Linked DNA regions of Mus musculus: all the other regions are linked to region 4. The links are chromatin contacts, called in public Hi-C and HiChIP or PLAC-seq maps. All regions are on one chromosome and are shown on one strand. Each heading gives the region's core, a stretch centred on a gene start, on an enhancer-like site or on the middle of the called end of the contact. The rest is flanking DNA. Distances are from core to core; before and after follow the strand shown.

The links. Hi-C and Micro-C count contacts between places; a contact is called where the count stands out from the background. HiChIP or PLAC-seq counts read pairs in DNA pulled down with a chosen protein or histone mark.
Region 1: a contact with region 4 is called in an H3K4me3 HiChIP or PLAC-seq map of embryonic stem cells, with 7 times the contacts expected there. The contact joins the enhancer-like site here to the promoter of Zfhx3 in region 4. A contact is called at or near these places in 1 of 39 promoter capture datasets (the HPC-7 cell line), 4 of 484 Hi-C or Micro-C datasets (embryonic stem cells and nephron progenitors), 10 of 115 datasets of contacts at active chromatin or transcription factors (bone marrow-derived macrophages, craniofacial prominence, embryonic basal ganglia and 4 more) and 1 of 9 other capture datasets (embryonic stem cells).
Region 2: a Hi-C map of uterus shows a contact between it and region 4, with 2.3 times the contacts expected there. The contact joins the enhancer-like site here to the promoter of Zfhx3 in region 4. A contact is called at or near these places in 1 of 484 Hi-C or Micro-C datasets (uterus), 7 of 115 datasets of contacts at active chromatin or transcription factors (bone marrow-derived macrophages, embryonic basal ganglia, embryonic stem cells and 3 more) and 2 of 9 other capture datasets (liver and pancreatic islet).
Region 3: a contact with region 4 is called in an H3K4me3 HiChIP or PLAC-seq map of neural tube, with 3 times the contacts expected there. The contact joins the enhancer-like site here to the promoter of Zfhx3 in region 4. A contact is called at or near these places in 2 of 484 Hi-C or Micro-C datasets (the N1E-115 cell line and embryonic stem cells) and 5 of 115 datasets of contacts at active chromatin or transcription factors (differentiating embryonic stem cells, embryonic forebrain, embryonic hindbrain and 2 more).
Region 5: a contact with region 4 is called in an H3K4me3 HiChIP or PLAC-seq map of bone marrow-derived macrophages, with 6 times the contacts expected there. The contact joins the enhancer-like site here to the promoter of Zfhx3 in region 4. A contact is called at or near these places in 1 of 484 Hi-C or Micro-C datasets (the N1E-115 cell line), 8 of 115 datasets of contacts at active chromatin or transcription factors (bone marrow-derived macrophages, craniofacial prominence, differentiating embryonic stem cells and 3 more) and 2 of 9 other capture datasets (liver and pancreatic islet).

What each region holds. Positions count from the first base shown.
Region 1 is chr8:108,941,414-108,946,545 of GRCm38.p6, reverse strand. Zfhx3 (zinc finger homeobox 3) reads right to left here. Exons shown (of 10, transcript NM_007496.2): 8 at 1,342-1,444; 9 at 1-229. Among named protein-coding and RNA genes, the nearest start is that of Mir3108, 7.1 kb to the right of the region's middle. Within about 2 kb of position 1,960, at least 14 of the 459 cell types and tissues checked have an H3K27ac peak or open chromatin away from gene starts, as enhancers often do. A contact at or near this core is called in embryonic basal ganglia and embryonic forebrain, where this site is marked.
Region 2 is chr8:108,865,934-108,871,467 of GRCm38.p6, reverse strand. All of the region lies in intron 4 of Zfhx3 (zinc finger homeobox 3), which reads right to left. Among named protein-coding and RNA genes, the nearest start is that of Mir3108, 68 kb to the left of the region's middle. Within about 2 kb of position 3,362, at least 21 of the 459 cell types and tissues checked have an H3K27ac peak or open chromatin away from gene starts, as enhancers often do. A contact at or near this core is called in liver and uterus, where this site is marked.
Region 3 is chr8:108,465,391-108,470,389 of GRCm38.p6, reverse strand. The region is part of intron 2 of Gm39243 (a long non-coding RNA gene); the gene reads left to right. It also overlaps a transcript of Zfhx3 not described here. Among named protein-coding and RNA genes, the nearest start is that of Gm39243, 4.4 kb to the left of the region's middle. Within about 2 kb of position 2,794, at least 11 of the 459 cell types and tissues checked have an H3K27ac peak or open chromatin away from gene starts, as enhancers often do. A contact at or near this core is called in the N1E-115 cell line, where this site is marked.
Region 4 is chr8:108,712,074-108,717,486 of GRCm38.p6, reverse strand. Zfhx3 (zinc finger homeobox 3) reads right to left here and starts at 2,843. Exons shown (of 10, transcript NM_007496.2): 1 at 2,157-2,843.
Region 5 is chr8:108,843,884-108,848,882 of GRCm38.p6, reverse strand. All of the region lies in intron 3 of Zfhx3 (zinc finger homeobox 3), which reads right to left. Among named protein-coding and RNA genes, the nearest start is that of Mir3108, 90 kb to the left of the region's middle. Within about 2 kb of position 1,707, at least 33 of the 459 cell types and tissues checked have an H3K27ac peak or open chromatin away from gene starts, as enhancers often do. A contact at or near this core is called in the N1E-115 cell line, bone marrow-derived macrophages and microglia, where this site is marked.

The DNA of each region.
Region 1 (5,132 bases), core at 711-3,210, 230 kb before region 4:
TACACGTGGCGGTCTGACACGGGCAGCTGGGGCCTCTTGGCGTGCACCTCGTTGAAATGGGTCTGCAGTGTGGCGGAGGTTTTGAAGACCTGGTTGCACCCCTTCTTCCAGCAGAGGAAGCCTGAGTCTTCTCTCCCGCAGCTGGGGTCAGCAGAGGTCGGCTTGAGGTCCCCGCCGTGCTCCATGCTTGCAGGTGGCAAGATGTTCTTTCCCGGGTCCTCTGACGCTTCTGTGAAAAATACAAACACATCAAGCCCAAAGATGAAGAAGGCTTTGTTTCCAGGGTGGCACCCAGAGCGGTTATCTAGCCCGGCTTTATGAACACAGGAAACATCCAACCGAGTGCCAAAGTCTCTCCACAGGGCCAGTAGAATACGCACATAACCAAGGTGCCCAAGAACAGATGGATAGGAAGAAGGCTATATTATATATAGGCCCAATTCGTAACAGGCCTGTGTCATAGCATAGACCCAACAGTCTCCTAACTGTATTTAATTCTGAAGCCTCGGTTTCTCAAAAGGTCATCTGAAGGTTACTGGTCTCAAGGGTACCATTCACGCCCACTTTTTTGGTTATAGGAATTTTAGCACATCAGGTCTGTTGTCAGGGGCAGCTGCACTAATGCTGTCCTAAGCTGTGAGGAAGTCCTGCATTTAGGGTTTCAGGATTCTTGAAAGCATTTAGTTTCGTGTTTAATGTGACACCCCTCCCCCCTGGCTTTTACATCACTGTTTCTAGAACCCAGGTCTCTGCTCACGTTAGCAGGAAAGTTAATTATTTAACTGTACTACTTTAAAAAAAAAAAAAGGTTCATCATATCCATAAGTACCCTGGCTCTTCCCAGGTCTCCTTCTAATGTGGCCACGTCACAAGGAAGAGGGCTGGGCCCCGGCAGTGTGAACCTTAGATGCCTGTAAGAGTGTGCTCAAGACTGAGGAGAGCAAAGAACCAGCACGGAGGCCTAAGAGCTATCTCACTACTGCAGCAGAAACGCCTGTGACAATGGTCCTTACAAGCGGTATGTTTAAACAAGGCGATTCCAGAAGACTCCAAGCGTTCTATGCAGAGGTAGTGAGAGAGACAGCTGAGGGATCTCATTGAGTGGCAAGGCTCTAGCAGCCATGTCTTTGGCTGAGTTCACCATGGGGATGTCCATGAGCAAACTGACTACAAGATACTTCCTAAGACCTAAAAGGCCACAGGCTTTGCTGATAAAACCCATCAGCCCCATTCACTTGGGATATACTGTAAAGAATCCCTCAGCCCTTGTGCCCCATGGAGATTTTTGACCAAGAATTCATCTTGTTTCTGGCTGGAGGAATTATGATTAGCGACACTGACCAGGTTGCTTTCCTGCCTCTTCCAAAGTGGAGTTCCCATCTCGGTCCGCAGCGGCAGCAGGGAGGAACATGCTACTAGGCATAACCATCTCAGGAGCGGTCACCTGAGGGGAGAGAGGCAGCGAGACGACAGAGTCAAGGCGCGGGGGAAAACAGACACAAAATACGAAAGGTTTAAAAAGTATTCAATAAGCAAAATTAGCCTTCACCAGCGTAGAAGCTGGAGGTGTCACTTTGCATAGCTCAGTGAAGACTCATGTTTATTAGACAAAGCTCACATCAGTCAAAAGTGTTTCTACGGTTACATTCTGGACATAATTAGCAGTGCACACTTGAAGAGTAATCTTATTATTAATATTTTTCTTTTATGCAGAATTTTGACTTTGATCACTGACAATGTTTTGTCACGGGCTGTGAAACTTCTTGGGCAACCAATTAGGTAGATAAGTTGAAAGGCCCACCTTAAGCTACCGCAAACATAATAAGGGCCCTAATTAAATCATACCTAGTAAAGTACGCGGTAATCTGGAAGCAGGGAGCATTGTAGCACTGTTTTCAAAATGTATTCAGGCGAGGAGAGGAGGGGAGTTGGCGGAGTGAAGGAAAGGGTAAGAGGCAGAAAGGAGAACAAAGGGAGGCTAAGGACGCGCACACACTGGCAGCTTTTCCAGGGAACAACACCGTGTAACCCTTTACAAGCTGACATCAAGCACAAACAAGCAGTTCTTGTGACTCACGTTAAGCCAGAGTTTCGTCTAGAGCCTTTTATGCATGGGGCACACAGCATCAGAGGGAGCGTGTGCCCAGAATCCCAGCAATCCAGCTAATTCTGCACAGCGTTCTACAACGGAAGCCCCCTTCCCTGAGACTGGGCCGTTAGCCCCTAATGGAACATTTCCATAATTAGCCCTAAGATCTAAGTAGCTACATTTTAGGTCAGATCCTCAGACTTTGTGCTCTGCCTCCCTGCTGTGTGGGCCAGAAGCTAGCTCCTATCACAGGCTCTTCTGGATGTGTGACAGTGACAGGCCATGGCAGCCTTCAGTATCCGGGCGAAGAATAAGGACTCTCCATCTAAAGAGTTCGCTAACCTGCAAGAGTTAAAGAGTTCGCTAACCTGCAAGTACAGCTCTCCAGTGGCCACAACCTTAAAAACCAAACAATTCTCCCTTTCCCGGCAAGTGCCCACTACCCATAGCTCCTCAGTCTGCAGGGGGACCTACAGATTGTCTACCTCATTTGGGTGGGGTTGGAGGACGAACTGGGGCATAGGCATGACCATGTCTCATTGTGTACACGTGTGACACTCTGGAAACTAACAGGGGAGTGGGCAGCAATCTCTCTTTGCCACGAGGCAGGAACATTTGACATCGATAACAATTCCAGATGCACTAGAAACTGTCTTTAATTTGACAATGGCTGGAGGAGTAACGGGAGGTGGCATAGTACCTAGCCCCACCCAGAGGCCCTGCTGGACCAATCAGACAAAACTTCACTGCAAGACTAATTTCGCTTGTTTAAACTTAATATTTTAAAAATTATTTGAGAGGTTGTGAGATCCTTGCCTTTCTCAGACAGCTGCTGGCCAAGTCCGCTAGTGTCACCAACAACAGGCTCAACAAGTAGGGGGAACTAGAACAAATGTGGCTGCTGGCCAAAAAGACGACTTCGTATTTAGGTGCACGAGATAGGGTTTTACAGGTCTGGAAACCAGTAGACACAAAACCTAAGCAATAGGCGCTCCAGAGAAGGGTCTTGAGGAGAAGGCCCACCGCGCTAGGCAGAGCAGGTGTGTGGCAGGTGAATGGGAAAGGCATGTGCCCGCCTTCAGACAGCTGCACCACAGTGCATGGAGCCTGCGACAGACAGCTGCTGTAGAGCTAGCTAGCTGAATTGCCCAGAACAGAGTGGGGACTGCCAAACTCGTTCTATTTTCTCCTTAATAGAAAGCATTTCTGACCAGTGTGGTTGGGGAGTCCAGCGGGAATCCAAGAAGTGAAAGGTCACCGATTAATTTATAGTCTTCAGCCTCTTCAGCCGAGGGGGAGCACGAGGTGGGGGGTAAGAGGGAGAGAAAGAGAAGGAAAATAAAAAGAGCCCCCCCACACACCTTTTTTCTCAGTTGTAGCTGCAGGATCAGTCCTTTTGGGGGATCTTTAGGAATTATGAAAAAATGAATCATGAGAAGTAAAAAAAAAAAGCCCTACAGAGTAAAAAAGAATAAAATTATCTCTCACCTCAGCCGTGCATCATTATAGAAAACCGTGGGCTTTTTCTAAGCGTTACAGTAAGGCAGACATCCTCTCCAACAGACTCAGTACGACGGATCAGTAATTGTTTTCATACACTTTAATTAGAAAAACTCAGATGGCTATGAATAATAATGGAAAAGAGAGACTTTTGCACTTGAAAGGTTGAAGTCAATCAAGTGTGAATGACGGCAAAAAAAGGGGAGGGAAGAAAAAAAAAAAGACACCAATTCATCAGCCCTCTGTTGTCTCGCTGCGACTTTAATCATAATTCCTGATTGGGATTCAAGAAGGCAGTAAGCAGAGGTTCTTTGTCTGCCTTCACCTTCCATCAATTAACTCTCCCCGAAATATAATCATCAACCTCACGGGCCTTCTGCATCTTAATCTGGCCTCCGAACCCGGAACTCCTGCCCCATGTGTGTGCTTAAGGAGGGATTTTTATCCACATGCTCTTGCCCCATCTATACTATGCCCAGCCTGTCCTGGGGAGAGAGTTGGTGTGTGAGATTTAATGGGCAAGAAATCCCCAGGAGGCAAAGGGGAGGATCCCTGAAGGGAACTAAGGGTCTAGGAAGCCGACCGAGTAGAGGTCTATGAGTGCAGGCGTCTGCACCAAGGTTGATGGGGAAGCAGCTTCACTGTGTGTAGACCTAACAATGGGGCCCCCATCAGTTTCCAAACATCACTATTTCGAGGCCTGCATCTCTTCTTCCCTCTCTTCCTACCAGTGTCCAGAGCCTTGTGCTCTAATCTTCTTCCTAGAGGACTGGAAATGTAATCGAGCTAACAGCTCTGGGTCAAGCCCTGCTCCGTGAGGAGAGGATAACAAAGGCAGGGCTCCGTCAGTGCTTGCCTTGGTTTTCCAAATCCTATTTGGTTCCTGGACTCTGTGGAAGGGTCAGTGCGCAGCCACAGTGAGCCTAGCTCATCAGTCACTCAGCTGGGCTGGGTGAAGATTTGGAAAGGCCTTCCCTTCCAGCAAGCTCAGCAAAGCACAGGGTGGAAAGAGGGTTAAACCAGGGCCCAGTCACTGCCATTCTAAGTATGCCCAAACCTCTGAGATCCTCAAAGAACTGGGCCCCATCGCTGACTTTTCTGCAGGTAACACAGAAACATAACTTGCTCTCTGCCACTCCTTCTCCTCAGATGCCTGGCCTCCAGCTCCACCCACACCCGCAACTATGGCCAATATACAATCAGGTCAGATACCAACACACATATGAACTTATTTTTCTGATGGCCTCGTGTGGTGGTTTACATGAGAAATGTCACTCGTAGGGAGATAGATGTATTTTAACACCCGGTCTCTAGTTGGTGGTCCTGTTTGGAGACTGAGAAGGCACAGCCTTGCTGGGTGGGATGGCTTATATACGCTCGGCTGAGGGTGTGGCACTATTAGAAGAAGGTGTGTCACTGTGGGTGTAGGCGCTAAGACCCTCATCCTAGCTGATTGGAAGTTAGTATTCTGTTAGCAGCCTTCAGATGAAGATGTTGGACTCTCAGCTCCTCCTGCACCATGCCTGCCTGGACGCTGTCATGC
Region 2 (5,534 bases), core at 2,113-4,612, 150 kb before region 4:
ACTTAATCCTCTCCTTATCTTCCGAAAGACGGATGGTGGAGACTGTAATGGCACCCCTAATAATGGCTTGTTGCTGTCTAAACACTCGCCTTAATCAGGGCACACTTCCTGCAGTTTAGAACTATATTTAGACGGATGGTCCAGTGATAGTCATGTCACCATGTACCAGCCAGTAAGATAAAACAGGAGAGAGCAGGACCCTGGTGGTGTGTTCTGTAGAGGCAGACACAGATGGAGCAGAGGGGTCCTCTCCTGCTCCCCTCTTCCCTCAACCTCAATGGAGCAGCAATCTTGAGATTATGGCAGAGAGCAACAGGCTTGGTAGGAAGGGCTCTGTAAAAAGGCTGACAGAAACCCCAAGCCTGGTGACCTGATGAGACCATCCCTCCTGTGACTGGCCACCTTCCTCCCAGAGAGAGAGGAATTAAAAATCCTAACTCACTCAAGCCACTCAGGGTGTCTCTGTCATCTACAGCTAAATGCCTGGAAAGAGGAAATGGTTTGGGTCCTACCCACTCTGCACAGCTTCAACACTAAGGCACCCAGAACTCATACACACCACAATTCCTACCGATATTCAGTCTAGTCCTGCAGAGACAGGAGTCCTGAACAAGACATCTGTGGGGCCTCTCTAATTTAGGGAGGACTGACTAGCCCAGGGGTCGGGGGCTCCTATCAAGAATCCCACGGAGAACCAGCTGGGCCCATTTGTTTATTTTTTGGTGTTCTTCCAACTCTGGGGCAAAGGGAAAACTGGCCATTGCTGGCCCAACCCAATCTCATCAATGTCTATGCTGCTGGGGCTGCTGGGCTCACTCACATCCCCTGGAACACAGTCAGCCAGGAGCAGAGTAGCTGACTAGGAGCAACCTTGAGGCTCCAGGCCCCTTATTCAGTAGGGACAACTGGCTTGGCTTTGAGCCCTGCAGAGAGACATCCAATTCTGTGGAAGCTGTCAGTGCTAGAGGCACAGCTCAGATGCCCAGGAGGCTCCTCAGGAGCATCGAGAACCTTGACCGTCCACGTGGCCTGGCTGTCTCCAGATCACTCATTCTCACTGGGACCAGGTGAAAGCCTTCATGTGGTTTACAAGACTTGAATAGGAGCGACCATTAGAAAGGCTGCTTCCCTTCCCATGAGTGGGTAGCTGCTCATTAACAGTGATGCACAGTTATGTGGTCCTAATGCAGATGTGCCCGAGAGTGAGCTGCACTGCCAGCTCAGGGCAGTCTAAACCAGACGACAGCATGTCAGCCCACTGCTTACCACTGTTATCTAAACCATCCAAGTTACCTCAAGTGGCAAGAACAGAATGTTCAAGGCAACTCTATTGTTCTCAGGTGAGGAAATGCCCTGTGTGGGGGTTCCGAGGCAGCACGGGAGGAAGGGACTCTTCTCAGAACCAGTGTGGCCAGTTCATCTGCATCCAGTGATCACTGACAGCTGAGTTAACGTTGAAAATCAGCTTAATTTTTCTGTCACAGTGGGAAGATAAGCCAGAATTTTTTGTGTGTGTCTGAAAGCTTCATGCTGTCTGTCTGTCTGTCTGCCTAAAAACTGAAGACTGCCTTTGTCCCAGCATTGCTGTCTAAAGCATGTTGATCCGGGTTTAAATATTTCACCAGAACAACAGAGGTGGGAGAGGCTGGCGAGGGGCAGAAATTTCAATGTCTTCAGCAACAGGTGTTTTGAGAAGCTGGACTTCCTTTAAAAATCAAGAGAAAGTGAGCCAACACCTAGAGGTTTTGCTTCCAGTAGACAGAAGCTATGATCCTCCCATGACTGCTAGAGGTGGACTGGACACTGGTCAGACAAGCTAGGGCTGTGTCCAGCCTGCCCCGGTCAGCCTACGGTCCTTAGCCATGAAGCTGCTTCCTCTCCTCAGGGTACCACCCAAAGGAGCTCTTTTATTAGCCAAATACTTGGGGGGGGGGGGGGATGTTCCTGTATATTTATATTACCTCCTTTTGTTCTACCAGGGCATGCTGGGGGAGGGGAAGAAGTTATGATGAACTTTAATAAAAACAAAATTAAAATGATTAAACCTTTCATATCCTTTAGAGATAATCTCTCTTCTGCTGGCTGGTCAGACCACAGCTTGCTGCTGCTGCTGTTGCTGCTTTTCAGTTTTTTATCCCTCCCCCTAAAGAAACAAACAGGAAAAAAAAAAAGCTGCCTGGGGCTAGATTTTTTTTCTTTTGAAATATATTAAATTTGTCCTCACACAAGGCAGACAGGTGTGGTGGAAACATTCTTTCCAGATATCCAGGAGGGGTGCCAGCATCCTTCTCTCAAAAGAACCTTAAACAAGTGACTAGAAGACATAGCTCCCCCCAGTAAACCCAAAAACCTAGACCTCCAAAATCCCAGTCTACATTCTTGATTAAGGAAAGGGCCAGAGAAAACAGCAGAGTATGGCACAAAGCTCTCTGGTCTTATGTGTTCCAAGGAAGTCTTCAGATCTGCCCGAGGTCTGGGCACATAGCCACCAAGGAATGAAGTGGCTGCCTGTCACAGGCAGGGCCCCCAACATGGAAGTCAGAGGTGGTTTATCAGGCATCCAGATGTGATGGCCACCTCTGGTCACGTGGCCCTGGAGACACTAAGAGGGTGAAATGTTTAAAAAACACTGCCTGCTTTAGGATTGCAGCATCAGTGACATGAAATCCCACCCCAGAAAACAGGAATGAAGCTGCAGATCACAGGATGTTCTGTCTGACATGGGTGCCCGCCAGAGGGGCAGCTGGCTCGGGAGGTCTTTCTCAGCATATGGTAGCCAAGGGCTGTCCTGAGTTGTCAGGACCCAGGTTTGCACTGAGGCAGATGATTTATCTGTAAGGCCAAAGATAGAAGTCTTCCCCGTGCTCCATGCTTAGGCGGTGGGAATTCCAGCAGGGATTTTTGTCTTTTGGGGTGGGGTAAGGGCGGTGATGCTGAGCCCCGGCCTGCAGCAGAGAGAGCCAGCCCCACACGACTGTGTGTGGACTTGACACGAGACCCTTTGCCCTTGCAGCTGCGCTCTGCTCCAGGTTCCGGGAGATCTGGCGCTCTGTGGCCTCCATCCTCACCCATATCTTAGCTCCTTTTCCAGGGAGGCTTTGGGGGAGGGAAGTCAGGAGGGACATGACCCCCACCCGGACTTACAGACACAGGTCACTTGTCTCCCTGAACCTCAACAGCAGTAACTGTTCTGCTTTCTGGTGTGTTCACATCTTGACTGGAACCAGGCCAGCCAACCCAACCTTACTCCAATGCCCTGCCTGGAGCCCAGTGTCCTGCCACATCCCCACTCCCCAGCCTGCTTTTCTGTTCCTCCAGGCCAACCTCCCCCTGAGGCAGGATCCTCCCCTTCCGTGCAGCCCCTACTGTCGCCTCCCACTAGAGGCCTTTCTTAGCTCCTTATCTAGAACAGTTCCGGGTCCAGTCTCCACCCCTGGGCACCAACATCCCATATTTGTTGGGTGTTAGCCAACGAGGAAGGGAAGACCTGAGCTATGTTCTCCTTCCTGGCTGATTCTCCAGACTCCAAACCAGCATGGCTGTCTAGAAGACAATGCCAGGGTTTGCAGGACAACGGAGCCTGACCTCCAGGCTTGGGTCTCCACAGCTGTGGGTTTTTGTGAGAGGAGCAAGAACAGGCAAATAGGATCCCCTGCCTCAGCCTTGACGCAGAGCAGGACAGAAGCTTAATGAGCAGAGGGAGCCTAGATGCCGGGCAGCCACATATGGTGGGCGGAGGAACTAACTCTGGTTTGCTACAGCACAGTAGGGCGACAACTGTCTACAACCATTTGTGATGTGTTTCAAAATAAATAGAAGGATTTACAAGTTCCCAGCCCAGAAAAGCGATTCATGTTCGAAGTACACGTAAGTACTTAATGCATACATTCCATCCTTAGGGGGTGCATACTGGTATCAAATTCCCTGGCCGTTTCTTTTTCTTTTTTACTCTGTATCTTCCTTTCTGTATCTGATTCACCTGATTCCTCAACTCTTAAGCTCCTCTCTGGCCTTCTAGGGCATTCTTTCTCTTTTTAAAATACTTCAGCCCCAACTTTATTCCCCCACCCCCGCTTTCTGGAGGATTTGACACAAAAGAGTAAATTGACAAGAAAGGGGCCAGAGAAATGGCTCGTGGGAGAATGGCCAAGCCTGGCCACCAGAGCTTGACCCCTAGAGCCCATGTGACAGAAAGAGAAAACCCTCCACACAGCCCACCAATCAATCATCCAATAATTTATTTAATATTAAAAAAGGGGGGGACCTTAAGTTCTCTGGGTACTTTCAGCCACTGAGATCCTTTGGATGAAGCCCAGCCTATTTTTAAGATAGAAAATTCTATGCCATTATCAGGTACCAAATGTGGGATGGGACAAGGAAGCCGGGGCCACCAAACTTTACCATGGACCCACACTGTATTGTTCAGTCTCCCAAAGCATGCAACGCATGGGCAGCCAAGAGGCAAAACCGTCCGCACAACCCGCACGCCCATTAACTGAGGACAGGTGCGGGGCCTCAGCCAGTGCTAACTGAACTCATCTTACAGGGACCAGAATACACCCAGTGGGGCTGGCTGTGCCTTTGGGGGGCTGGGAGGAAGGCTTGGAAGGGGACCATCAGGACAGGTAGGAGAAGATTCAAGGTAAGACACACTCGGAGAACCGCGGTCTGACCTACTGCTCCCTCTAAGTCTCTCTGCTGCTCTGATGCCAGGGACAAATATTGAAGAGAGTGTGCTGACAGTGGAAAACTGGAGAAGGCCTGCTAGGGCCCCCCTAGCACTGCGGGGGCCATGAGCAGGGTCCCTGGCATCCTCTCTTAGCCTCTGCAGCCATCTTTGTGCTCTCTGCTCTTGCCACACCCAGAGAGGCAACAGAAAAGCTGGGGAAAGTGGTGGCAGCTTATCACAGAGCCCAACGTCACAGACTGAACTGTGTTCTTCCCACACGCCCACGCTCAGGTCCTAACCACCAGAAAGAACCTCAAACCCTGCTTTCACTGATAGAGGGGGGACTCCCCATAGTAATGAAGTTAGTGAGGCCTTCAGGATGGACCCTCACTCAATCTATCCTTTTGTGAAGAGGGTTAAAGTGCAGGGGAGATGGCTTGGCTCCGAGTTTAAGAACGTGCAATATCCTTCTGGAAGACCTGAGTTTAGTTTCCCTCACCCACATCAGGCAGCTCAAAACCAGTTATCTCTAGTTCTGGGGGGTCTGGTGTCCTATTCAGGTGTCTGTAGGCAGCAGGCATGCATGTGGGATCCATGCACATGTGCAAACACTCGCTCACAGGTGGTATACATACGCATACCCAGGCACTCATACAGACATAAAATAAAAACAAATCTTCAAAAGAAAAAAAGGAGGGGAGAGAAAAGACTCTTACAGTTAGTTATGAGGAATGCTCATACATGGAAAAAAGAGCAGGTGAGAACAAATTAAGAGAACATGAGAGTTGGCTGCCATCATATGCAAGCCAAGGAAATGACCCTGAGAGGGACCAAACTGTTTAACAATTTAGGCTAAAACTGGGGA
Region 3 (4,999 bases), core at 1,545-4,044, 250 kb after region 4:
CTGCTTCTGAGCTTTAAATTTCCAACATGGACTGCAGACCAGGAAACCCTCAAGCCTTTAGCCTCAGACTGGGACTGAGGCCTCCAGACTCATGTATGGAATAGCTACTGGGTTCTTAGCCTATCCAGAGTGAAGATAGCGTCACCAGGCTACCCAGACCATATCATGAAATCCACACACACATACACATGGGTGCAAGTGCATACACACACACACACACACACACACACACACACACACATGCACACGCCTACAGACATACAAATATATACAGACACATGCACATATAGATACACAAACATACATACACACAGACACACAAACATAGACACAGACACTGACACAGATACGTACATACACAGAGACACAGACACATACAGGGTGCATGTGCACACACACACATACACATACACACATAGATACACAAACACACACACATAGGCACACACAGACACTAACACAGATATGTACACACACAAACACACACACGCACAAGCACACATGCACAGAGACACAGACACATACATACACAAGCTGCAGAATAATGCTGAATTTAACTTCTCAGCTGAAAGCTAGGTGACACTTGGGAAGCAGAGATGGTTCTGGAAATAATACCCAGCCATGATCTTGACACAGGTGGAGAAAGTCTGGCTGGCTGAATGATGACTGCTGAAGCTAAGTTTCCAAGCTGAGATTTCTGGGTTTCATTCTTGCCTTCCTTTTAAACAGGAGTTTACAGTGAGGCAGCGGGGGCGGGGCGGGGGGGGGGGAGATAATGTCTGGCTCCGATATTAATCTTGAATTCATTCCAGTCTTACCAGCTAATGTCACCTGGCAGAGCCATAGCCATTGCTGAGCCCCTCCCTCCCATCCAAGTTTATTTGTTGTGGCTATTTTACCAGCTATTGGCTCAACACACTCCAGTCAAATATTCATCATTTAGCTCTCTGGGTAGACCGTATCTAATCAGCACAGGAGAGAAAATAGCATAATTATAGATGCCGGATGCCATTATACTCTGAAGAAATTAAACCCCCGTCTCAAGCCGACCAGCAGTTGCTGTGATTGCATCGCCACTGGGGTTACGGAGAGGTTAGTGGCCATTCGGGGCCAGCGGTACCTTGTAGGAAGCCTGACCCAGATGAGCCCTAAGGAGGGCCACTCTTGCGCACGCACATTTGTAGCATCAAAAACTCATCAAATGGCGGCAAGTAAATTAATCTTTTATTGTTCCGAGAATTTGATAAATGCGAGGGGCGATAAAGGGAGGCTCCTGCGTGGAAATGGAGGGGACAGTAAATAAACGGACCCAGAGAAGCCCAGTCCTGAAGCTGCTGGCAGGAATCTCCACTCCTGGTTTTTTTTCTAGAGCCCTTGCAGCTGGGCTGACCAAGCAATATTGACAATTGAGGAGAGAAGCAAGGCTGTTTTCCCAGGCAGGCGAGCTCATCCGTAGGGAGCCGCCCTCACAGGAAACCCTGATATCTGTGGAAGATGCTTTTTAAAACAGGTCAAACAGGAGGCACGTATTAACCCAGGTCCTGTCCATAAGTAGATTCAATGGGTCTCGTATGCATAAGTTTCTACATTGGCAATGCTAAGCAGTAGTTTGTTTGGGGAACGTGGTAAGATCATCCAATCATGTTACACTATCAGAGCGCTCCCAGCCTTCTGCCTGTTGGAACAGGCTTCTGGGAAAAGCTAGGACTGTGGGGTCAGCTTCCTCTCAGTCCTCGAGGCCCAGTCTCTTCAGAAACCTCTCCATGGATACCAGCACTTGTCCGGATAATAGGATGAGTCACCTTTAATCTATGATACAGCACCTCTCCCTTAGACCTAAACCCTTGGTCAGCTGCCCCTACCCACCCCCGCCCCCATCCACTGCTAAACACTGTTGGTAAGAATTAAAAAATGTCCAAAGATGCAATTAAGCTTTCCTTATTACTATTGGATGACAGGTCCTCCTCCTCCTCCTCCTCCTCCTCCTCCTCCTCCTCCTCCTCCTCCTTCTCTTCTTCTTCTTCTTCTTCTTCTTCTTCTTCTTCTTCTTCTTCTTCTTCTTCTTCTTCTTCTTCTTCTTCTTCTTCCTCTCTCTCTCTCTCTCTCTCTCTCTCTCTCTCTCTCTCTCTCTCTCCTTTTTGGCTAATAATACTTCTGAGGTTTGGATGAGTAACTAAGAGGAAAGGCAAACTCCTCCTCGTCCATCCTGCTGCCGACAATTAAGAAACCTCAAAGTAATTTTTGAAAATGTCAGCGTCTCATTTAGCAAAAGGATAAATAATAAATGAAGCGTAATCACTGTCCTGTGCTGGTGGTACAGCTTCGCGGTGTCATTAGTAAACTAACGGTATAATATCTTTGTGTCACAGTTTAATTATATCTTGTAATTAGTTTCAGCAATGGATTGCGTGGAGTCAGGCCCCCTGAGCTAAACAAAAGGTAATAGAACTTTCAGCGTCCTGCATAAATCAATTATGAAAGTGTCCTTCGTTATTTGAAGCTTGTTTGCTGTAATTTTATGCACCAAGCTGCGGCCAACTGGTCCTTCTTGCTCATGGAGGGCAGCTCACCCCACCCTGTGATTGCCTGCAGCTGAGCCTGCAGTGGTGCCCACACATAGCCTGACTGGCCAACACACTTGTAAGACTACTCAGCAATCAATGTCTGGCAGGGCAAGGCACTGAAAAAGCGGGGGGTGGGGGGGAGTTTCAGAGGGTGGGGACGGGGTTATGCTAGGACTGGGGCAGGTAATAGATGTACCATGTGCAAGCGAGCAGGGAATCAAATGGGAAAAGATGTGAGAGCCTGGAAGAATGATGCTTTCTGCTTCCCCGAACAAAGATGAGAAGGTTAGGAGCATCAAAGGCCAAGCAAAATTGATGAATATGGGCAGGCAGACGTGGTACACGTCCCTTTATCATCCACCCTTTCAACATCCCTGCTCTCCCCACGAGGTTGGAATGAGAACCGGCACGGGTTACTTGGCAATAGGGAATGGGAACGGAGAATCCACATCTTTAATTGGGTCTAATTCAGGTCCTACAGAGCTCAGGAACTGTCAAGGGCTTCTGAGCAGCGTCAAGGGCTAGCTGTGGTCACCGGGCCTGGATGGGAGAGTCACAAGTCCCGCTGGGGAAAGCTAAGAAGAAACTCAGGGGCGGAGGGTGGGTTAAGTCCAAATGCCACCAATATGTGTGATCGTCTCTTTTTTGATCAAACTATAAGGCATGGCAGAGAGTGGGGGTGGGCCCCACATTCAAAGTCCCCATCGAGTCATCTTTGAAAGTAAGCCTAGTGCCACACTGGCCTTTCTGTTTATACAACAATTTACAGGTTTAAACGGAACCCCGCTTGAAAAAGCTGACTGAATTGTGAGCACTTCAGCAAATTTAACAAAAGAAAGAGCACAGGCAAGGAAAAGAGAGAGGGAGAGAGACAGAGAGACACGGGGGGGGGGGGCGGGGGGAGGAAGGTCCAGTCCTTAGACTGGTGTGCTGCAATCTGGCTGGTTGCTATGGTGACGTGATGGCTTGTTCACATGGCAACATACCTTAGGTCCACTATTAAAATGATGAGAGTGAACTCGGTTGCATTAAGGAGAGTGTGCTGTATGCTAAAGCAAGTCTTTATCTCCAGAGAGCCCTGGACAGAGACTAGCATCCAGTACAAATGAGGGAGTCAGGGAGGAGGAGGAAAAGGTTGGAGGTCTGGGGGGAAATCACAGGGATACAATAACTATGAAAAGAAAGATCCTCAGCTCTGTATCTCAATCGAGGGCCTGGGATGCAGAAGATGGACAATGAGTTTGCTTTGCTGCAGAATCCATTGTCCAAATTGGCCCATCAGGCTAATGACCCCTTATTTAAAAAACATGTTCCAAATGAGCCTGTTATATACCTTTGCTGTTTGCAACATCCATGGTAAACTAAACCCACCCAACCCATGGGCTGCTCCAACGAATAGCGGAGCGATTGCCACTTAAATAAAACACGCTCATAACGACGAGGGTGGCAAATTACATAGCATTTATTCATTAAATATAAAAGTCTGCCGACAGCCGCACATCCACGTCCTATCACAAGAGAGCTGGCAGGGAGTGTCACCCGAGGAAATATGGATTCATGTTCCCTTGGACACAGTGACAATTTTTCCTCCTACTGACGTTGAGAGGGTGGTAATAATTTTATAGATATTACCCCCCAATAGTCCTTCTTATTACCCATACTGCCATTTCCCCCAGCATTTAGCAAGTACTGCTGTGGTGTACATGAGAAGCATGTAGGGATTACAAGGGCATATCTTCCCATGGTGTGGTCCAGACAATATCACAAACCATCTCTGGGATGCTTGCATGCCTGTAGTTCCTTCTCCCCCACAACTCATCCTGATCCCCCTTACCATCTCTCCATGGCTGGCTTTACTATGCTTGACTATCTCATTGACATAACGTGAAGGGGAGCCTTCCCAAGTCACACATCCTCAAGGTAGAAGACATGGCAGAATATGAGATTAGCATTTCCAGGTATTCTGATGGCAACTGCCTAAGAAGACAGAGAGCGCGTCTTGACATCTACTTCCGAATTGGTACCTACATTATGCCAAGGATCTAGATACACAGAAGCTGTTTTTCAGCTGTCCTGAAGAATGGCAGAGGACCCTGAACTCCCAAAAGGGCTGAGGCAGCAGGATGGAGAAACAAGCTGGAGACCACTCATGAATGTCTTCCTTCCACTCCTAACTCCACACTATTCCTGAGTCACAGGCTCAAGCCATTGCTTCCTGGTAGTTGATAGGAATCCATAAAAGGCTTTGGTGTCTTTGTGACTCTGTAAATCAATCCCACCATGAAGGGGCCAGGGTAGCTCAAGGTTTGAGAGCTTGGACTCACAGCAAAGACTGACCTTGCCACTGGCCAGCTGGGTCACCTTCCTGAGTGGCAGTGTTCTGACTTGAAATGTTGGGGCATAGAATTAGCTCACCTCCTTGGATTGTTGGGGGA
Region 4 (5,413 bases), core at 1,594-4,093:
CATAGAAAGTGTGAGGTGACAGGGGGTGGGGGTGGAGGGGGGGAGTACCTGACCCACATCATAAGGACAGAAGGTCTTCAAAGCACTTAATTCCTGGCCATTCCAAAAGGACTGTTTTCAAAGTGTACAAGTGCTTGCTTCTGCCACCGACCCCATGTTGTTAAATAACACTTGTGTGTAATTAAATAAAAGACCCGGTGTGACCCCCAGCCCGTTTTGAGAGCCACTTTAACAGGTCTTCTGAAGACCATACTAGAAATCAAATGTAGGCAGGCTCTTTGGTCCTGTGATTTAGAAAAGAAAGGGAGGGGGTGGGGTGGGTGGAGAAAGTTGCTCTTGGCCTTCATGGCATGCACACATTCTGGAAGGCGGCCTTCAGGAACCCCTCAGAACTACAAAACACAAACACAGGTGTGCAAGCATCCAGTCTTTCCAATGACCCCCCCCCCACACACACACACACACACACTCATTTCAGAATCTTTCTATGACTGAGCATCTGTCTCCAGACTCCTCTCAGCCCACCTCTGTTCCCTGTGTTCCACGTCTGGATTTAGAATCCCAGGCTGCCAGTGGATGTTGTGATAACAAGAACCAGGCTTCCAACTCCCTACTGCAGTCTCTCTCTCTCTCTCCCTCTCTCTCTCTCTCTCTCTCTCTCCCTCCCTCTCTCTCTCGATCAGGTTACCTCCGAAGGTCTATGCTTTCCTATTTAATGCAGTCTGGGCCACAGCACTCCAGCCCAGCCCACTGGAACTCGTGATTTTTAGGGTTTCCCTTGAAACCTATCCAGAAACCACAGCCATTAAAAGAACATGAAGGTTTGACACCTCCTGAATTTAGGAATGAGGGGACTCTAGGGGCCAACTCTACAAACTGGGCACCTGCTGCCTGATGGCAAAGAAACAGTTACCCCCAGCTATGGGTGAGCTTCAAATTAGACTCTTATTTACTTAGTGACTCGTCACCAAAGATCTCAAAGCACGAAATGAAGTGAGATGAAGATGACGTGTAACTTCCTCACCATCTCTCTCCCAGGCTTAAGTCTGGTTTCCTTGCTGTGTCTTGATGCCGTACACCAAGCAGGCCCTGGCCTTCCCTGCCTTCCAGATGGGAAGCCTATATGCTCTGGGGTTTATATATCAGTGGCTCCAAGAGAGTCTTCAGAGGCTGATAAATGAGAAAATGCAAGGGGTGGAGGGTGGGGGGTGGGGTGCCCTCCTGGACTCACCTGCTCTCCGGTCACCTTTAAACCAGTTTAGCACACTGGGTACCACCACTAAGGCTGGCTGCTGAAACTCCCTTTGAGTGTGCCATGTGGGCTGTGGGCTCTCCCCTGAGGGTAAGATTTCCCATCACCATCATCATTACATAGGTACGCACAGGACAGAAAAGGCTGTTATCCAGAAAGCTTGTTTCTCTCTAAGCCTACAAAATGACTTTGAGTTGGATTTTGTTTTGGTTTTGTTTTTGGTTTTTTTGTTGTTATTTTTCTTGTTGCTACCCTAACTTGGATATCTCTCCTCTTTAAATGGAGTTTAAAAAAAAAATCTTACCTTTCCTTCGTACTTCCCGCCCCCCAAAATAAATGCTGTACCGGTTCTGGCAGAAGAACAAACCGAAATTAGAGAGCAGCCAGGCCAAGATGATCTCCATAGGTCCCGCCAGCTCTGCCCTGATTCTCTCTTTAATTACTCCCCAAACAGGCACATTCTTCACATTGCTGCAAACTGACCAGCGACTTCTAACACACTCTCACTCTCTCTCTCTCTTTCCTTCATAACCGCCCCCCCCCCCGGCAGCTGAAGGTGTGTTTTAGACCAAAGAATCCAAAGTTCTCAATGGCACCAGTACCCCCAAGTATTAACAAGGTAGGAACTAACCCAAAAGCAGGAGGAGGAGGAGGAGGAGGAGGTCGGGAAGGAAAAGCAAGAGGAGATAGGAGGAAGAACGTACTCTGGTGCCCAGCAGACTCTAAGCCACTCTCTCCCCAGGTAGGTTCCTCCTGGAGTCTAGGAGTTCAAGTGCATCCAAGCCTGCCCTTCCCCCACACGCCCCAAGAGAATGGGAAGTTCAGCCAAGACTCACTCGCAGCACCTGCCTCCAGCGCTAGGCCGGCTGCGAGCGGCGCGGCGGGGGAGGGAGGCTGCACTCACCTGGCACACAAAGCCTCCGTACACCTCAGGAGGAAGGAGGCACTCGGAGGTCCGGGGGCCACCACGCCGGGCAGCGCGACAACGGGAGATTCCAGTGGCAGCGGAGCCCCGAACTTACCCACCCCAGGCGGCATTCTCCCCACCTCCCGCTGCCCCCCGGGCTCGGCGGTGGCGCAGGCTAGGAGCGAGGGGCCTGGCGGCAGGGGCGGGGCGCGCATGGTGGCGGCCCGGGGCTGGCGATCTGCGGGCTGCCCCGGGGAGGGAGGTCCCCCAGGCGCGGCGGGGATTCACCCACGGGGCGCGGCGCTGCGTCCCGGTCCCCGTCCCGGCCTGCCCGCCTCTCTCCTCCTCCTGCGCCGCCCGCTCGCCCGCCCGCCCGCCCGGAATCGCTTTATGTAAATGAAGCTCAACTCGCAGTTTGCAGCGCGCACCGCCCGAGGAAGGGGGGCGGGCGGGGCGGGGGGCCTTCGGGGATCCACATTACACAGCAACAAAGCGGAAGGTTAATTTGAAACTCACAGCCCCGCAGCCTCTCGGCTCCCCGGGCAAAGCCTGACATCTACAGTCGCGCTGGGCGCAGGCCGGGCTGCTCGCGGTGGCCGCGCCCGCGCGCCTGCGGGGACCTGGGGACATAGACGCACAAACACACAGGAGCAGGGCCGGAGCTGCCGGGCCCGGGCTCCCAGCACCAGCCTTGGAGGCGGCCTGGGCCGCACTCGCCTGGGGACAGGAGCCTTGGCTGCCCTGGCCTGCACCAACCCAGGAACCGGCCCGGCAGGAACAAAGCCGCGTCCCCGCGAGGCACTGACCGCACCGCTCATCAAAAGTCAAAGGCCGGCCTGGAAGAAACGGACGCGCCTTCGGCCACCCCCAGTCTCTCCCCCAAAAGAGAAGAACAAGCAGTCGGGGCCTCCGAACCCTGATCCATCAGTCTCTGGGCCCTGTCCACGTCAGAGCCAGGCCACTCTAACATGGGGACTTTAGCCAATGTGGACAGGAATTTATTTGAAACACACACCCATCCTATTAACTGCTTCACAGAGCACTTCTGTTTTTCAGCTGCAGAAACTTACGAAAACATCCCCTACTCACTCACTCTCCATTGAGAGTTTAAGGACAGTTTCTAAGGAGAGGGGGAGAAGAGGAGAGCAAGAAACGACTAGAAAAGGCCAAGCAGCCTGGAACCACCCGCTGTCAGGATCAGGAGACTGCCCTTAGGAGCCACAGAGCATTTCAGACAGGGCAAGAAAGGTGGCCCGGCTCAAGACGATTCTACCACCAGGATCAAACCCAACGGGGCTACCTCGGCTGGTCACAGCGACAGCTGGGCACTTCTAGGTCTCCCAAGGTTCACCTTTGGCGTTCTGTTATGCAAAGGCAGGCCCCCTTGAAATCTCACCGGAAGGCTCCAGTCCTCTCAGACAGAATTCCACCCTCCTCCTAAATCTAGTCTTCATTCCCAGCATAGAAAGACACCTGCTTTTTCTCTTTCTGAAAACCAGCCACCCAGGCTGCCCCCGGCAGCCGCGAGTCTTTTCCTACTGCACAATAATGAACCATGCAAGTGTTAGAAATATAATAAGCTCACCCGGCGAAGAGCAGAATGTATGGAATCGTATTTGCATTAAACACACACTAACAGGGAGGAAAGGGGGAGGCTTGCTTGGTGAAAACTACAGGGCCCCAATGTAGGAAGCATTTTGGTACAATAGAATTCGGTTTCAAATCGATGTAAATACCTAACCTGTTGGGCGCAGTCTGTTACCCTGTCTATATTTTAGCACAAGAAAAAAAAAAAAGATTGCAATCGCCGTCTCCCTTCCCCCACCCCAAGCTAGGACCTTGGGAGAAAAGAGCTGCCTCTGGGGAATCATGTCTGATTAGGGACAAAGGAGGGCAGAGGCCAAATTTAGTCAAACTTGGGGAAGGGGGAGAGCAGGTCTGGGGGGGTTGGGGGAGGATGGGTTTTTGAGCCAGAGTATGGCCTCCATAGACCTGCTTCAGGCTGCCTGACCTCGGGCTCAAGAACAGGTGGTGTTTTCAAAACACACTGTTATTTATGTTAGCCACACGAGTCAGGAACACCTTAAAGAAAACCAATTAATAATTTAATTGAAAAAGTGGCAATGAATAATGCATAAAGACGAGGAGATAGGCAAGGTGGGGGGGGGGAGAATCTCCTCTCAGAAGATGACCCCCCCCTCCAGAAATCTCTTTGGGAAAACAGAGATTCCAGACCCTCAGCCCTCACCTGGAAGCTACAGGCTGAAGATGCAAAGCCAACAGGAAACTGCTTTCCACTCCTGGAAAACTGAATTTTGCAGCTTCCTCATGAGTTTTATTCACGGGACAGCCTCAGAATCTTGTAAGGAGGTGAGTATAGGTGGGGGCATGGGATACACATTTTGACAAAATGAAAGCTAGAAAGGGAAAAAAAAACACCCCACAAGACAGGATCTAAAGTAATGAGAGATCCTGAGGAGGGGGTGGCAGTAGAGGGCCTCTGCCTTGATCCTGCCTCTGTCCCAGGCCCTGGGTCAGGCCTTCTACACCTCAGAAGCCTGACAAGCAGAAAAAAGAATGACCCTGATCCCCTTTCTTTATCTCAACCCTGCAATAACTACATGCATGACGAGGCCTACTCAAGCCTGTCTTTGTTTAGACAAAAATTTAACTTGGAGAGCCACAGGCAGGTAACCTACAGCCTGGAGACCGTCGTGAACAGGATGGACTGTGAAAAAAAAAAAAAGCTGGGGTGCTCCTGCCTCGGGGGTAACTCATTTCCATCCAACCAAAACAAGAGGGAATTCACAAGGCCCACGCTCACATAATGAAACCGTCAATTTCTCCGAAATCCACGTTGCCAATTCTGTCCCCAGACTCAGGACAGGGCAGCTGTCTGATGTTAAACCCAGGCCTGCCCAGCACTGACAGCCTGATATTCTGGGGCAGCACCCAGGACGCAAGGACAAAATAGAGCCACCGCCAGAAAAGGCAGGCCCCTTCACGGGTTTCTCACCGCCCTTTCCTTCCCTGGCCTCAGCTCCCTCACTCGCTCGCTCGCTCGCTCGGCTAGAAAGCCTCACTGACAGCCAAAGGATAAATATTTAAAAATAAACCAGGGAATGCTAGCCCCTTCTCTTCTCCTCCCCTTACCCATTCTCCGAGCCAGAGGTCTGCCCACGAACGCTTGAACGCTTAGCTGGCTGATAAATGACACCTCTCCAACCCAGCCAAACCTGCTTCCCCACCCCCAG
Region 5 (4,999 bases), core at 458-2,957, 130 kb before region 4:
AGGCTACTGTTGTTTGCGTTCTTCAAGCTTGTTAATCTTTGGGGTTAAGAAGGGAACTACTTAACATTTCCCTCAATACAACCCACGTTCATGGCTTCCTGGATCCTAAAGGGGAGGCCAAAGTTAACAGTGAAGAAACTGTAACACACAGAGTTTACACTGTGGTCAGGAGAGCCTGAACACATGGGATTTCCCCCAGTGAAGAGATGCTTCCTGTTTACTGGAAGAGCTTTACCCAGAATGCCCTGCTGCTGGTGTAGGTAGCCCAGGCCCTTGCCACATGTTCGTCCATCCCTTTGTCTATTGGTGAAAAATCAAGGGTCCTGTTCTTAATCAAGTCTGTGGATATCCCAGGTGAGGACAGAGGACACAGCTTAGATGGCATAACTGGGAGGCACACTCCCCTCACTCCTAACTACACTCTGAGGGGCTCACTTATTTGTCTCTCCGACACCATGAAAATCCACATGGCAGAGGCAGGGTGAAAGGCTGCCTGGCAGTCCACACAGGTGCCATGGCTCCATCTGTAAAGTGGAGGCATTCACACGTGCCGCGCCTCCACAGAGGCCATTGATCGAGCCGTGTGAGAAGCCATAAGTGGAAAAACCTCTGGAAAATGCGAAGGGCTGTCTGAACATTTGGCACCACTGTGATCATCACACTTCGAGCCCAGATCCTGCCTCCTCACACCTGACAGGTGGGTGCCACACCACAGGCCTGGATGTTGGTGATGCAACTAATGTTTTAGCTCACTGGCTCTCCAACATGGGCGGCATTGATCAGGAGCACAGAGTTTGGGGCGGGCACGGTGGGGGGGAGGGGGGTACACAGATGCAGTTGTGACACCTTGAGTTACTAGGGCCCCTTCCAGGGGGCTCTAATTCAGCCAGAATTTATAATCAGATGCCAGTGCTGAGGCTATGGCTTGGACAACAATCACCAGAGTGGGGGGGGGGGGGGAGAGACCCAGGTGAGAAAACATGGAGACACCCCCACAGAAAGGAGGAAAACTTCCAAGGCCTCAAATCTCTGCACTCTGCCATTTTCCTGAAGGGAAGTCGGGTACATCACGCAAGACCTGCATGCAAGAATTCACCTCCCCCCCACCCCCAATGAAAAAGTCACTGGGGCAGAGCTGCCCACTACTGGCCTGCTTCACAACTTCCATAAAAGTCACAACTGCCTCTATTCATCTTCCTCTGGCCTGTCACTCCTGTAGTCTAAAGTTCCCTGGGGCTGTGGGAGGGACCAGGACAGGTGGCAGGGAAGTGGAGGGTGTGGCTGTTTTCCTCCTCTGCTCTGCCTTCCTGCTAGGGGTACCCCCCCCCCAAACAGATGCTCTTTGGAACCAAGCCCACAGTGACTCTCAACCAATAGCGAATAAAAAGAAGCATCTTTAAGGTCCCTCCCATGCTCTTCCACTTCCTGGCTGCTGCTGCTGCTGAGAGTATGAATTTGGTATCCAAAACTTGGTGCCTCCTCCCGAGCTCTACTGGTACCACCTTCATGATGAGAGAAGCCAGGGGTGGCCAGCCATGCCAGAGAGCAGGGATATGGAACATCCATGGGGCAAACTTACTCATAAGCAGTTTGTGATTTTTTTTTTTTTAAATTCAATTTCTCCCTTGGAAGGGGAAAATGGGAACTGGACAGAGAGAAACTTGCTGACACATCTGGCGGGGATCCTCCCACCTACTGTTAACAGCACATCCTTTCTTCTCAGAGTCCACTACTTTTGCTGATGGTCGGTCGGCTGGCCGAAGGGAACAGGAAGGAGGACAGGGAGCAACAAGGTAAAAGAAACCTGTTTGTAGGAAACAGATCCAAGTGCCTGCCAAGAGACCAAGACCCGGCCATCTGCAGGCTAGATGGCCACATGGCAAGAGGGACCGTTTTCAGGAACCATGACATGGCTAGTTTCTCCACTCTGCTTTCAGGACCGCCCCTCACCCCCCAATAGATAACCCAGACAAACAACCAGCACACCGAGCTCCCCCCCCCCCCGCACCCCCCCAGGTCTCATTAAAAGCCGATACTGCCGGCCTCAAGATGGAGAGCTCAGCATGGATTTTACTGAACGTTAAATCAACCAGCGAGCGCAGCCAGCAAACTCTGTGCCACTTTAACTTTAAATAATGCAATAATTATTGAATTTCCTTTTTATAACTGAAGTGCTGGAATGTAAACAATGGGGCTGTAATTGCAGGAAGGGGGGATCAATAGAGGCAATCGTTTTCAGCCATGTTAATTGTAAATACAATTGCTCCAAGATGTCAGCCGTGTTCTTCTTGCTTCCAGAATCATCCTAACGGATGACAGAGTCCAACTTTCCCATTACAGCTGTTCGTTCCTTTAAGAGGTTCTCAATCAGGTCTGATCAACCTGTCAAGATAATGCATGGAGTAAGTAAGACTCTTCCAAACACAGGCTCCCAATCAATAGCCGGGACCGGCTTAATGAGGTGGGGCTAAGGCCCAGAGGGAGGGAACAGCCCCCAGCTTGTGCCTAGGTTTGGCAGCCAGGCTTCCTAGCATGGTCCTGATAAACAGATCAGCCCTTAATGAGGACATTAGTTATGCATGCTTCAGCAAGCAGCGAGGCACCCATCCCTTGGGACAGACGGACAGAAAGCAAAATAGATTAACAGAAAACAATATGGTGCCAAATTAGGTCTAACTGAAGACTTTTTCCCTCCTTCTCCTGCTTCTCTTAATTGTCCAGCAGAGTGGAGGACATCGATTAGTCACTCCACTGGGCATGGGCTCAAAGACAGGAGTATCTCCTGGGCTGGGGGTGGGGGGGTGGGGAGAATCTCTGGGAGTCTGCTGGCTTCCCTCGACTGTACGGTCCCTGAAGATTAAAATCTCACAACCTCAGCAGCATTTAAAGGCCACAAGGGGCCTCCCACAGAAGGGTCTCAGTACTGTCCGTCCAGTAGAATAGAAAGACGAGACTGAGCCCTGAAATCTGATGTTCTCACAGAGATCCAACTGCCATTCTTGAGGCCAAGATCCAGCTTTGGTCTTCAGAATGGTTGTTCCTCATGGAAGTTGCGAGTGTCGAAAGCCGCTGCTCCGAGGCCCATGGCTGCTGGAGGAGCCTGAGTTCTCACAAAGATAACAAACAAGGACGATACATTCAAGAGTCTGGGGAGGCACCTGCCCTTCCTTCATTCCTGGCCATTGGGGGGGGGGGGCGGCGGGGAGTCCCACCAAGAACTTGGCAATTTCTTTGCCCGGGGATGCTTGGCTTGCGGCAGACACTCTACACGAGCAGTTGCAGACTGCCCAGCATCAGCGTTCCTAGGAAACTTGGGACTTGGAGGTTCTTAGGCTCTGTCCAGGTCAACAGAAACTCTGAAGGTGAAACCTGGAGACATGGGTCTCAGCAAACCTTCCAGGTGACGCGTAGGCAAGGGCGGTCTGGTGATCATGGCAGGAAAGGTAAGACAGGCTTCCAATACAGAGGACCTTTCACGCGTTTGAGTGGTGGCCAATCGATTCTCCACTAGAAACAGTTTGGTGCCCAAGATCTATCTAAAAGGGCACATATGTGCACTGGGATTTGGCTCAGAGTAGAAACCACCCAGTCCAGCCCATAACCTACCTGCTATGGAATGCAAACTCTCTGGGAAAAATAAGACCAAAGGAATATCTACTATTGTATATCAAAGTATCCACTTACTAAGTGAAGATCATGGGATTGGTAGTAACTCCAAAGAGTAACAGGCTCGTCATCTGGTTGAAACTTATATAAGGTGTTTGTTTATAATATATAAGGTGTTTATATATAATAATATATAAGGGAGTCTGGGGTACACAGATGTTCAAAACAACAAACCAAACCAAAATAAAACCAAAAGAACATATTCCTCTGGAATGGCCAAGTCTGCGCACTTTACAGAGGCCCAGGTCTCCAGTCTTCCCTCTGAGACTTGCATTATTTCAGAAGTAGCTTTTGTGTCCTGCTCATCACACTGGGAAACCAATATGGCCGGCTTCCCTGCCACGCAGTGAACAGCATCTCTCGAGCTGGGCCTAAGTCCTATCTTTCATCCTCTTCCTTTAGCACAGCTTCAGAGCCATGGGAGGTCCTTAAACCTTGATGGCCGATGGTCTGAGTGAATGAGAGAAACCCTTTCCCACTCCGTCTGACGCTTGGTCTTTGGCGGGCTGCTTGAGCCCTATCTAATGGAGTCTGAATATGCTTCCTTCGCCTCAAGCTTTCAGTCCTGCTCGTGCATTGTCACAAGAAAGCAGACCCACAGCAGCTCCCACTTCGCTCATCAGTCTCCTCTTTCTGGTTCTGGTGACTTTTCCCGCTTCGATGTCCTGCCAGGTACTTCCTTCATGGGCTAAAATGCCACAGGAATCAAAAGACAAGAGTGATGCCTACGCTGTCTTTCAGCAGCTCTTCCCCATCACAGCTGAGCAATTTCCATCTCTTTGGCTCTGGGTCCCAGTGCTGAGGGAATCCCTGTCAGGACCCACCATGCACCAGCCTTTGAACCTCACTGGGCTGCACCACCCCTACTGGGCTAGAAGACCGGGGACTGGAGAAAACAAATGTTTGCTAATATCTACTACTTGTTTACATTCGATTTTATGACGGGGGATAATGACTTTAAATGGCTGTACCTAGTGACCTCATTTTCTTAGTACACAGATCACCAGTCATCATCCCCTCCATTCCCTCCAGATAGACAGAATGTCCCAGTTCGAGGACCTCTGAGTGGTCACAGATGTCCCAGCTTTCCATTTCTTCTATATGTGTGTGTGTGTGTGTGTGTGTGTGTGTGTGTGTGTGTGTGTGTGTGTGTGTGTATTTTATATGACTTATTTTCTGAGACAGAGGCTGTCCACCATGTTCTGTTGTTAATGAGAAACTAGGTGTGAGACTTGGACACACACTGTGGGAAGGGGGCACAGAAGTCAGCAAGTAAGGGCAGCCTCCATGGACACCTCTTGGGTAGCAACTCGGGCTGTAGGAGCCTTAAATA